Regions from separate parts of the Mus musculus genome. Here all the other regions are linked to region 3. A link is a contact called in public ChIA-PET, HiChIP or PLAC-seq and capture Hi-C data. All regions are on one chromosome and are shown on one strand. Each heading gives the region's core, a stretch centred on a gene start, on an enhancer-like site or on the middle of the called end of the contact. The rest is flanking DNA. Distances are from core to core; before and after follow the strand shown.

Region 1 (3,068 bases), core at 76-2,575, 590 kb after region 3:
CATTTAGGAGGCAGAGGCAGGGAAATTGGGAGTTTGAGGCCAGTCTCAAAAAAAAAAAAAAAAAAAACCAAACAAAACAAAAAAAAACAAAACAAAAACCCTAAAGAAAAAAAAAAAGAGAAATCTCACACACACACACACCACACTCTCTCTCTGGTGGCTACCTGCGAAGGACAGTATCTGGATTCTCCCACTTCACCACAGAGGGAAAAACTACATCATTGTTTTATGTAAGGAAACTCAGGGTGTGGTGGGGAGTGGTGTTTCTTCTGTCCTGGAATATCTGTCCCTAGATGGCAGTAGCGAAGACACTACTACGCACTTTGGGAAACTGGGGATTCTGAGGTGTGACGTTTTAATTTCAGGATTTGTAGGTGTAAGATTAGCTTCCCGATTGTTATCCCTGGAAAATGACCATAATGTTTCTCTTCTTGGAGATAGCATTTGGAATGTTGGATTCCTGTCTTTTTTTGTTTTGGTTTGGTTTTTTTTCGAGACAGGGTTTCTCTTTGTAGTCCTGTCTGTCCTGGAACTCACTCGGTAGACCAGGCTGGCCCTGAACTCAGAAATCCGCCTGCCTCTGCCTCCCAAGTGCTGGGATTAAAGATGTGCGCCACCACCGCCCGGCCGGATTTAAACATTTAATCCAAGAGGCTACTGCAATTTCGGGTCCTCTTGACCGCAGCTTTGTTTTATTAGTACAGGGTCGGTCACGGTCTCTCTCACACACACATACACATACACACACACACACGTTCCAGGCTGGCCTGGAAATCGCAGCAATCCTCCTGCCTCAGTTTCCTGGGCGCTGGGATTACAGGCCTAAACCATCGGTCCCACCCGGCTCTGATGGCGTTTGTAGTTGGCAGTTTTTATGATACTAACAAAATCCCAAAGCAGAACCCAATCCGAATCGGGTAAACCAGGCCTGAAAGGTACCGATGGGTCGCAGGAGCCGGGGTTAGGGAGGCCAGGCCGCCGAACTCTGGGCACAGGATTACTCACACGCCACTCCGCCAGCCGACGACCTTGTTTTTATAGCAGGCGATTTCGAAGCGCTTCCCTCCCCGCTTCATCCGCACCACGGCCACATTGGTCAGTCGGATCTGGTTGGTGGGGGTGAAGATCGACATGGTGGCTGTTCACAGATCTCGAGCTCGAGGGGACGCCAAGTGCTCGGCTGAAACGACCCTGCGGCGCGCGAACCCTTAACGCCCAAGGAGTGCGCGGCTCTTCCGGAACCTACCAGGGAAGAAGCTACCGCACGCCCGATTGCCCTACTGCACATGCGTCAAGTGGCGCACTAGCCAGGCAGCCGATAAGAAAGCAACCACGCCTGCGCGCCGTGACTTTTTACGCCCTCTAGTTCCACCCTCAAAGGAAGGCGGGTCGTTCTGTGATGACGTCATTTACAGGCGCCAGTTACGCCTACCTATTATGGGTGAGTAATGTTTATTATCTGGGTGGAAACATGATATTTTGGTTGAATAGTTCTGCAGAGTTCAGAGGCTGCGCTCATTTTAAATTTAAAAAAAAATTTTTTTTGATTTATTTATTATATGTAAGTACACTGTAGCTGTCCTCAGATACTCCAGAAAAGGCATCAGATTTCGTTACGGATGGTTGTGAGCCACCATGTGGTTGTTGGGATTTGAACTCGGGACCTTAGGAAGAGCAGTCGGCGCTCTTAACCACTGAGCCATCTCGCCAGCCCTATTTTTTTTTTTTTAAGATTTACTTTTTAAAAGATTTATTTATTTATTTTATGTATATGAATACACGGTAGCTGTCTTCAAACGCACCAGAAGAGGGCATCAGATCCTATTACAGATGGTTGTGAGCTACCATGTGGTCCTGGGAATTGAACTCAGGACCTTTGGAAGAGCAGTCAGTGATATATATACACACATATATGTGTGTATATGTACACACATATATACACACACACATATATATATCTTTTTTTTTTTTTTTTTGAGACAGGGTTTCTCTGTGTAGCCCTGGCTGTTCTGGGACTCACTCTGTAGACCAGGCTGGCCTCGAACTCAGAAATCCGCCTGCCTCTGCCTCTCGAGTGCTGGGATTAAAATCGTGCGCCACCACGCCCGGCTATAACTTTTAAAAGAAGTAAATAAAAACTCTCTTGGCTTAGTCACCTATGCACATGGGAGTCAGAGGCAGGCTAATTGCGTTGTAAATTCGAAGCCATTTTGTTTTATATAGGCGAGTTACAGGCCATCCAGAGCTACACAGTGAGACTCTTTCTCCAAATAGTAGCTATCCTGAATCTCGTGATCATTTTGTTTCAGCCTCAAGAGCGCTGAAATACAGGTCTGTGTCATCAAGCTGAATTCCTTTTTTCCATTTATTGACTGATTGATTGAGGCAAGGTCTCTTTATAGCCCTGGCATACGTAGTCCTGGAGCTCACTACGCGGCGGAACAAGCTGTCCATTAACTAGGAACTCCCAGAGATCCGTCTGCCTGTGCCTCTGGAGTGCTAGGATTAATGGTCAGTCAGCAGCATGCCAGGTTGTCATTTATTTCTTGATAGTACTGCCCTCTGTCCTGCCCTTTCCCCTTCTGAGCCGAAGCGAGAAATAACAGTGGAGCAGGAAGCTCGCTTGCTTTTGCATCTCCCGCTCTGGACCGCGTTTCCCACAGGCCCGCCCCTTTCCACTCTGAGCCAATCCGAGAAGTACAGGAAGTGCTCTAGCATCTTTCCCAGGTTTAGAAGTGATGGCTTCTCTCTGGTCCCGCCTCTTTTCTATTTGAGCCTATCAGAGAGGAAGTTAGAGCTTCCGCTAGCTCCTTTTTTTTTTTTTTTTTTTCCTTCTGGGCCCGCCTCTGTCCCCTGCAGCCAACGCGGGCAGGTCTGCCGACTGCATGCATGGCTTCCCTGTCCCTGTAAACTCAATCCTCCTGTTCGCTGTCCCTCTCTCTTTGCGTTTGCCGGTTGACTTGCGTAGCTCGGGCCCCGCGGAGGATGGGTGAGTCTGGGCTGGCCAGGGTCTCGGGCGGGCAGAAGGCAACAGATTCCCCCTCCACCGAGGGCCTTAGGTTGCTACA
Region 2 (2,967 bases), core at 346-2,845, 620 kb before region 3:
AGATTCATTTTGTGCTGGCAACTGCGAACGTATCAATAAAGCTCTCATTCTTACAGAGGGTTGTCTGGTAGGACGATAGTCATCTCAGAACAGTGCACATGCCTTGAAACTGTGCCTCAGGAACGAAGACCGTGCTTTCTTCCCCAAAGAGTTAGGCAGTCTGGAGGTTGGGTCGTTTCTTTGGTTTGTTTTCAGATTTTATTACTTTTTTTTTTTTTTTTTTTTTTTTTTTTTTTGCAGCCCTGGCTACTTATTCTGCAGACCAGGATGACCTCAAATTCACAGACTATCTGCCTCCTTCCGCCTCCCAAGTGCTGGGATTAAAGGTGTGTGACACCACCGTCCAGCAAATTCTTATTAGATTTTTATTGATTTATTTCATTTGTTTTTGTGTGTATGCTTGCAGCCATGTGAACCTCACATCACTTGTGTAAAGACCCGAGGCTCCTCTCCTTCTCCTCCCCCCTCCCCCTCCTCTTCCTCTTCTCCTCTCCTCCTCCCCCTCCCCTTCCTCTCCTCCTCTCTCTCCTCTCCCCTCCCCTCCTTTTCCCCTTCCCCTCTTCTCCTCTTCCCTCCTCCTCTTCCTCTCCTTTCCTCTCCTCCCCTCCCCTCCCCTCCCCTCCCTTTCCCCTCCCCCCTCCCCTCCCCTCTCCTCCCTTTCCCCTCTCCTCCCTTCCTCTCCTCTTCTCCTCCCTGCCTCCCTGCCTCCCTGCCTCCCTCCCTTCCTCCCTTCTTTTCTTTTTAGAGACAGGGTCTCTCTATGTAGAGCTGGTTGTTTTAGAGCTCACCATGGCCTCAAAGTCACAGAAATCCTCCTGCCTCTGCCTCCGGAAAGCAGGCAGGCATTAAAGGCTCAGCCTGTGTTTGGTTTTCTAACACTGGGTGGCACTGTGTCACTAAACTTGGCCTGGAACCTGAGACCTTCCTGCTTCTGCCCCTAGAGTGATGGGCTTACAGGTATTCACGACCATACCTGGCTCTAGAGTGAACTTAGGAAAGTAAAAATAAATACATACATACATACAGGCTAATGTAAAAATGCGGCTGAATTTGGAACCCCATGCTCCTATGATAACTGAAACATTAAGGAATAAACCTCTTATAGATAATAAGCATAAAGAGGGTTGAGTGTTTTCCTTCTACAATGTAAAAAAGCCTGTTCATTTGGGTTTTCTTTTGAAAAAGAAAAGACACTTTTATATATTAGGATTTTTTATTATGCTTATTTGTTTATGTATAAAATTTTGTATTATTTGTTATGTTGGTTCTCTCCGTCAACCATGTTGATCCTAGGTACAGAAGACAAGTTGTCAGGATTGGCGGCAAGCCCCCTTACCCACAGAGCCATCTCCCTGGCTCTTTATTGGAAAGATAAAAAAAAAGGGGGGGGGAGGCTGGTTTTACTTAGACAGAAGTAGATGGTAATTATAAACGCGGTAGATGCTCTGGGACAGGAACCTCATATACACAGTGGCTGTTCATCACAGGCAATGTGATTCTCAAGCACTTTTTGAAAGTACATGCTCCCCTCTCCCAATCCTCTGCCCATCGCTGTAACCATTGGCAACAGGCTGCTCAAACCCCTTTCCATAGTGTGGTCCTTTGTCATGCTGTGTGTGCTAGCAGTTAGCGAGGTCTTAGTACTTAGAATTATTTGCACAAGCGATGCTTAGACATTCACATGACCCAAAGCGGGAGTGCTGGAGGCACCTGGATGGGCGGCATCTCTCTCACCCCCGCAGCTCCAGTCTGCTTTTATTTCTCCCGTGTCCCTCCATGATTTGAATATGCAGAAACAAACAATTAGGCGATAGGCCCTTATTTTCTCTCTACTCAAAGAGGCCATTGATGTCTGGCTTTTCTTTTCCCCCTCCACACAGTAGAGTCTCTGGGAGAATGCTCCACATTATGTATATTGAACCGGCTCTCTCCCTGGGTTGTTGATAATGTTTTGTTATTAAGAACACAGCTGCAGACATAACCCGCGCAGGCTTGTCGTTTGCCGCGTGTGTGCAGACTTCTCGTTGGCACAGAGGTTCCCAGGAGGGGGCAGCGCTGGCCCCTGATCTGTTTTGCCAGCTCTTTGTTGCCTAATCGTCTTTCCAAGCTCTGGATCCTCCCCGAAGTTCTGAGGTTTCCAGATCTTGCTCTTCTGATCAGTGTCTTGGTAACTCAGCATGGTTTGAATTTCTGCATCTCCTTCCAATGGGAGTTGATGCTTCCGTCCATGCTGGGCGCTGGGCCTTTCTTTGTGGCTACCCGCTTTTTATCCCCCCCACTGCTTTTGCTGAAAGCTCCATTTCATTTTTTTCATTAATTTTGAGAGACCTTTTCTGTAGGAAATATTGTTGATAAAGGGGTGGAGATATTTTTCCCTCCATTCACATTATGTGGCACTTGCTGGCCTGGAACTCTAATTAGACCAGGCTAGTCTAAAGTATTGGAAATATTCCTACCCCCTCCCCTTTCTCATTATGTAGCCCTAGCTGGCCTAACTAGACCAGGCTAGTCTAGAGGATTGGAAATATTCCTACCTCCTCTTCTTTCTCACTATGTAGTCCTGGCTGGCCTGAAATTCTAACTAGATGAGGCTAGTCTTAAACTTGATCTACCTGCCTCTGCCTCCCAAATGCCGCCATTAAAGACTGGAGTCATTACACCCAGCTTGGTCTTTGCATTCTACAATATAGCCAAATTTATCAATTTTTTTACTTTTTTTTTCATGGCAATAATGAGACATTTTGTCTACTGGCTTGGCAATTAAGGTTTTTAGTACTTAGGGTTTTTTGTTTTTGTTTTTTGTTTTTTTGTTTTTGTTTTGTTTTTTGTTTTTTTGTCACTGAGCTATTCCCCATGCAAGTATTGGAGGCATCCTTCTGTGTGCTATTAATACCCTTGCTGTACATAAATCATAACACCGGCATTGAAGATGCTCCCAAGTCTGAGATGCCCCTTGGCTCTTTTCTT
Region 3 (2,962 bases), core at 30-2,529:
GACCTCAGGCAGTGAATAACTATACACACACGTGTAAGCACAGTCACAGGGTAGTAGTCATGAGGTAAAAAAGCTAGAAATCACAGGTCCCTGTACAGTCCTGAAGTGTTTCTAGTATATGCTTCCAGGAGCTATGTCAAAGCATGGACTCTCATTTATTTGCAACAACGATTAAACCCAGGACTGGGAGCTCTTACCAAAAAGCTAACCCAGCACTCAGGAGGCATCAACCAAAAAAAAAAGGAAACTTCCAGGCCAGAATGGGCTACTTGAAGAGATGTCTGTCATTAAAGAAAAAACAAAAGGGGGGAGGGGGGTCTAGGGAACATAAACACAGGGAGGGGCAGTCCTTGGGAACTATTGGCAAGGTGAGTATATGAATTTTTAAATAACGTGAAAGCTCTTGAAAAAAAAGTTAAAGCTGGCTTACTGTATGACCCATAAGTCACAATAGAGAGTAAATATACCAAGATGAGGACACAGTTATAATATTACAGTAGCCAAGATATGTAAATAAAACAGTCCCTGTATCCCTTTGGTAACCAGCCTTAAAGGCTGCAGGCTCACAGATCCGCCGAGGACAGAATCCCAGGGACCTTAACAACTCCTAATCTGGGACATGGCACCGGTAGCACCTAGTACCTGCGCTTGAGGTCAGAAGTACTGAAATCCAGTACCAAAAAAAGAAAAAAGAAAAAGAAAAAAGGCATATGTATCACCTCTGAAATCAGCCAGGGGAAAGCTCAACCCAAAGGTTTTTCGTGCTAAAGTGCCCGTGCCTAGGGAGAAGGAGTGACGTGAAAAGTTTTACTAGGATTCTAATTAATAGCTGTCCAGTGCTTTCTGCACAGACGCACGGTTCACGAACACAAAACAAGTCCTTTTGCATTGCTACCCGATGTGCACGGGGGCGGGGGGGGGCAGAAATATAAAAAGCACAAGAATTTGTTTGATACGCGGGGACAGTTTAATGTGAAGACATGGGAAATTCGTAGGAATTTACTGTCCAAGGTGCAGGCCGCTGGGGAGAAGTGGGTGCGGACCCCAGCTCAGGGCTTTTCTCGGGCAGGACCGGCACACGGGGAGTCGGGATGTCCCCAGTATCCCGCCATCGGGCTGCCAGCCTTGGGCCCTCGCCGCGAGCTGACAGATGCCCTAGAGAACTCGACCCGACCCGGGACTGGCCGCCGATCCCGCACCGCTGCATCTACAAAAACCACCTCCCTGCTCGGAGGCCGAGCCCGGACTCACCTTGTCCCGATTCCGGAACGGATCTTTTCCGCGGTGTCCCGTTCCAGAGTGTCCGGGTTCTCTGGTCTCCGGTTTCCGCAGGCTTCCGTTCCGGGGTATCTGGGTTCCCGGGTCTCCGGGTTCCGCGGTGACCCGGAGAGTGTTTGGGTTCCGAGGTGGCTAGGAATAATCCTCCCTGGGAGTCCAAGTGGTGAGGGCAACAGGCTGGCTGGCAAGAGCTGGACCGGAGGTGCAAATAGGAAACGGTCTCCAGTGATGGTGGCACCCCACCCAAAGCCCGCCAAGACAGAATGAAGTCTGTCTCCATGGTAGTTCTCAGTCTAAGGGACCTGGATGCAGACCACTTTTGGCATCCCACAGCCTTGATTAACACTGCAAGTTATCACTTCCAGGCTGAGTAGGGACAAAAATGATAGGTCTTTGCTGTATAGATTATTTTTGACAATTCTCTTAAGAATTTTGTACAATGTTTTTGTTTTGTTTTTTGTTTTTTGTTTTTTGTTTTTTGTTTTTGTTTTTGTTTTTGTTTTTTTGCATTTCCATATAGTTGCTTCAAACCCCTGTTAGATATGTATTAGATATCATGGCATGTCAGGGCAACCTGACTCCCACTTTGTTCTGGAAAGAATGCGCTGATGAATACAGAATCCTATATTGATAGTCTTTTTCTTTGACTTTAAAGAAACTTGTTGTTTGTTTGTTTGTTTGTTGTGACAGGGTTTCTCTGTGTATCTCTGGCTGTTCTGGAACTCTGTAGATCATGGCGGCTTTAAACTAAGAAATCCACCTGCCTCTGCTCCCAAGCGCTGGGATTAAAGGTGTATGCCACAACCTCTGGCTTCACTTTTAAATTTCTAATTCTGATTAGATTATTTCTGTAACTGAGATCATACTTTGCTAGATATGTGTTGATTTTGCTTATTTCTCTCTTGATTTTCAGTTAATCTTTGGATATTTCTAGTTTGACTATGGTGTATGTCTTAGCGTTACTATTGCTGTGAAACACCATGACCAAAGCAACTTGGGGAGGAAAGGGTTTGTTTTGCTTACACTTCTAGAGCACTCTTCATCACTGAAGGAAACAGGACAGGAACTCAAAAAGGGCAGGAACCTGGAGGCAGGAACTGATGCAGAGGCCATAGTGGAGTGCTGTTTACTGGCTTGCTCAGCTTACATAGAATTATTTTCAGCTTACATTGCTCAGCTTTTCCCCCAGTGGTTTCCTACAGTAGAGTACGCATGAAGAATCTTCAGTTTGGAGATGAAAGACTCACTTGCACATATGACTGAATCAAAGGGAAGATTTGGACTGTAATTCATGACACTTCATGCCAACAAACTCCTACAATCACCACCGATGAGAGTGTAAGAAGCATCCTCCATCAAGGAAGGAGATTTTTAAAGGAAATACAGTTAAAATGAACCTGCCCACGACTTCCCTGCAAAGTGTAAGCTCCTGAGAAATATTTAATGAAGGGAGGGAGTGAAATATGGGCAGGAGGTTGGGAATTCTGTAGGGGAGAGATCCTCACTCAGAGAGACAAGGTTTCTGTAGTTTTCCACCATCACATTTCTATACAAATTCCACCAAGCAGGGTCTAAGCATTCCTGCTCTTCTGGAGAGAAATCAACGGAGACATCCTTGAATGACAGCAGCTCCTGAAATTAAAAAAAAAAAAAAAAACAAAAAAAAAACAAAAAAAAAAAAACA
Region 4 (2,886 bases), core at 381-2,880, 570 kb before region 3:
CAGGTTGAAGAGAGAGCGTGGCCAGCTCTGGATGGGCAGGCGCAGGTGTTTCCTTTCCTGTGCTTTCCCATGTTTGAACTAGACCCAGATTTTAGCGGAGCTCCCAGTGCGATCTAATATTGATAGGGATTTTGAGGGTGCCGGTGGTAATGAGCCTGCAACATACACATGCGCACAGTGTCACCAAGTCACAGCCGGCCACACACACCCATCCACACCTACACCTGTGCTTATTAACATTTTGTCTTAAAGATTTCTCATTTTTATTTATGTATATGTGTGTGAGGATGCGTGAGCAGGCTGGAGAGGGCGTTGGATCTTCTGCAGTCGGAGCTACATGTGGTTGTGAGCTGCCCCATGTGGGTGCTGGGAACTGAACTCAGGTCCTCAGCAACAGCAGTACGTGCTTTTTAACTCACGGGTCTCCACACACTTATGAGGCTTTGAGGGTGCTAATAGACACGTATTATGTATGACCTCACACCCACTCACAAGCCACACTCACTCATACTCATACCCACCCATCCCTACCTACACTCACCAATGCATGCCCTACATGCCTACATGGCCACACTCATACACATCCAAAGAATATGCATACATCACATCCATATGACATGCATACACACACATACACACATCACATACATACACACATCACACACATACATGTATCACACACATACATACATCACATAATACACACATCACATGCATACATGCATGACATGCATACACACATCAAACACATACACACATCAAACACACACACACATCACACACATACATATATCACATGCATATACATTGTCCCCCCATTTCTACAGAACCACACTCATACACACACACATTTGTGCACATCCACACTCACAAGCACATGACAACTATGAAAGCACAGAGTAGAAGATATCTTGACATATGTAGGCCCACACTCAGCCACACCCCATTCACACTCTTAACACCCACATCTCCCCACACTTGTACCCTCACATACTTGCTCACACCCTCACACACACCTTCACACACTTGTTCACAGCCTCACACACTTGCTCATATGCTCACACACTTCCTCACACCCTCGCACAGTTCCTCACAGCCTCACAGACTTGTTCATACCCTTACACACTTGCTCACACACACACACACTTGCTCACACACTGTTGTACACCTCCTCTTCTTCCCCATCCTTCATTTATATCTAGTCTTACTTCCCATATGCCCCCAATGCTTACTATCCTTCAATACCTTCACTTGCTTGTATCCCAATACCCACACACATATACTTGCACACACATACACACACTTTCTTACCCCATACACTTATACTCTCACCACTGCACTCACACACAGTCTCACCCTCACAACCTCTCCCACTCTTACACATACACTTTCTCATCCAAGTATAAAGCCCCAGGCCAGTCTGGCCACCCTTTGATGGGAAAGTCCTGGAAAGGACTCAGCTGTTGTTAACAGACTGGTGTTAGGACCCAGGAAAGGCCAGAGTGGGATGGATATAAATAGAGAAGAACAAAGTTTGAGGCCCGCTGACATCACTCTGGCTCTCCACCCAAAGCCACGGGCTGGACTCTGGGCCAACGAGGTGTGGCGGAGCTCAGCTGCAGAGGGAGGCAGTACACACATCACTAAGCTCCAAGCTACGGGCTGAGCTCTGAGCTCCGACTTGAGACTTGAGACAGGAGGCAAGTGCCCACCAGTCCCAGACCCAGGACACAGACTCCTAAGCCTGTAGGCACCCAGAGGTTCTGGCCTGCCCATCAGCAGCCAGAGCCTTGGGGACTCTGGTGGAGCTGAGAAGGAGTGCTTATCCAACTCAGCACTGCCTCTAGCCTTCAGGTCCCTGAAGACTCCAGTTCGGAGAGGAGAATTGCACCTACTGCTTTCAGGCACCATAAATCAAAAAACGTTAGGGGACAGATGTTGCGGTGAGAAACCCGTGATGAAGATGTCCTTGTCCCCGGGAAGCAGGAGGTAGAGAAGTTCCCTGCAGGCTGTGGGCGAATCCCACTGCCTGGTTCCCACCATGAAGGATCTTCCAGCATTCCCTTGCAGCTGGGTCTGGCTACTCTGGTCCTTTTGCAGCGTCCAGGTAACGCTCTTGGCCTCCAAGGCAGCTGGGGTACACGTCTTCAGGAGAATGTCCTGGTACTAATCTGTGATCTTTCTTACAGGTGTGTAGCACTCAGCCCAGAGCCCAGGAACATCCAGGTAAGCCCCCCACCCCCACATCCCCCCTGTGATGACTGCTTTGCTTCTTGCCTTTGGGGGTTAAACAAATAATTTCTGTTTTATATAAATATAAGATTATTTGTTTAACCCCTTGTTGGGATCCTCAACCCTAGAAAATACATCCTGTCCTTTGAGACGACAGCCCTGGTGTGACCAGTGTCTTCGGGCTGCTGCTGAGAAAGCTGGTCTCTGTCCCAGCTGCCTCTTGCTCCAGGTCAGGTGTTGTCATCTAATTAAGGAGACATGTCCTTCAGAGTAGAAGGGCTTTTGCTCTTTCAACTTCACCCTTAGGGCCACCACCGTGGGCACTCTCCCTGGTGCCTTCAGCATCATGGTGCTGTGAGCTGCCCTCCTGAGTGTCCTGGACACCACCAGGTAGCACTTGCCACTTGTGCTGAACATGCACAGAGGGGATGGAGGGGCAGGTCACTATTGGGATATTTGTCTTTGGCTGTTGTGACTTCCCTTTTAGAAGCAGGAGGGTGACACTTGTTGGAACGATGGATCACAGTCCTGTTATAGATGAGAGGGTCGCCACATTTACAGTGGGGATGGATGGGAAGGGGCTTGCCGCCTGCTTGTGGCAGGTTCTCCAGGCTGAGAGGTTCTTGATGAAGGTTCAGAGGCAAAGGACAAGAA

Evidence for each region. ChIA-PET counts read pairs in DNA pulled down with a chosen protein or histone mark. HiChIP or PLAC-seq counts read pairs in DNA pulled down with a chosen protein or histone mark. Capture Hi-C pulls out chosen DNA fragments and counts their contacts.
Region 1: an RNA polymerase II ChIA-PET map of memory CD8 T cells shows a contact between it and region 3, with 7 read pairs. The contact joins the promoter of Sbds here to the promoter of Zfp11 in region 3. A contact is called at or near these places in 1 of 115 datasets of contacts at active chromatin or transcription factors (memory CD8 T cells) and 3 of 9 other capture datasets (adipose tissue, liver and pancreatic islet).
Region 2: a contact with region 3 is called in an H3K4me3 HiChIP or PLAC-seq map of forebrain, with 6 times the contacts expected there. The contact joins the enhancer-like site here to the promoter of Zfp11 in region 3. A contact is called at or near these places in 3 of 39 promoter capture datasets (the 3T3-L1 cell line, the C10 cell line and hippocampal neurons), 2 of 484 Hi-C or Micro-C datasets (both in cortical neurons), 8 of 115 datasets of contacts at active chromatin or transcription factors (astrocytes, embryonic basal ganglia, embryonic forebrain and 4 more) and 1 of 9 other capture datasets (embryonic stem cells).
Region 4: a capture Hi-C map of macrophages shows a contact between it and region 3, with 4 times the contacts expected there. The contact joins the promoter of Adgrd1 here to the promoter of Zfp11 in region 3. A contact is called at or near these places in 8 of 39 promoter capture datasets (the 3T3-L1 cell line, the C10 cell line, HPC-7-derived erythroid cells and 4 more), 1 of 115 datasets of contacts at active chromatin or transcription factors (forebrain) and 1 of 9 other capture datasets (macrophages).

What each region holds. Positions count from the first base shown.
Region 1 is chr5:130,254,205-130,257,272 of GRCm38.p6, forward strand. It overlaps Sbds (SBDS ribosome maturation factor), which reads right to left and starts at 1,326. Exons shown (of 5, transcript NM_023248.2): 1 at 1,006-1,326. The coding sequence starts at 1,133. It overlaps Tyw1 (tRNA-yW synthesizing protein 1 homolog (S. cerevisiae)), which reads left to right and starts at 2,833. Exons shown (of 16, transcript NM_001015876.2): 1 at 2,833-2,989. The coding sequence starts at 2,986.
Region 2 is chr5:129,051,231-129,054,197 of GRCm38.p6, forward strand. No RefSeq gene overlaps it. Among named protein-coding and RNA genes, the nearest start is that of Gm38615, 11 kb to the right of the region's middle. Within about 2 kb of position 1,596, at least 34 of the 459 cell types and tissues checked have an H3K27ac peak or open chromatin away from gene starts, as enhancers often do. A contact at or near this core is called in cortical neurons, embryonic basal ganglia, embryonic forebrain and 2 more, where this site is marked.
Region 3 is chr5:129,668,809-129,671,770 of GRCm38.p6, forward strand. It overlaps Zfp11 (zinc finger protein 11), which reads right to left and starts at 1,280. Exons shown (of 3, transcript NM_172462.4): 1 at 1,252-1,280.
Region 4 is chr5:129,095,120-129,098,005 of GRCm38.p6, forward strand. It overlaps Adgrd1 (adhesion G protein-coupled receptor D1), which reads left to right and starts at 1,631. Exons shown (of 25, transcript NM_001347486.1): 1 at 1,631-2,107; 2 at 2,190-2,226. The coding sequence starts at 2,042.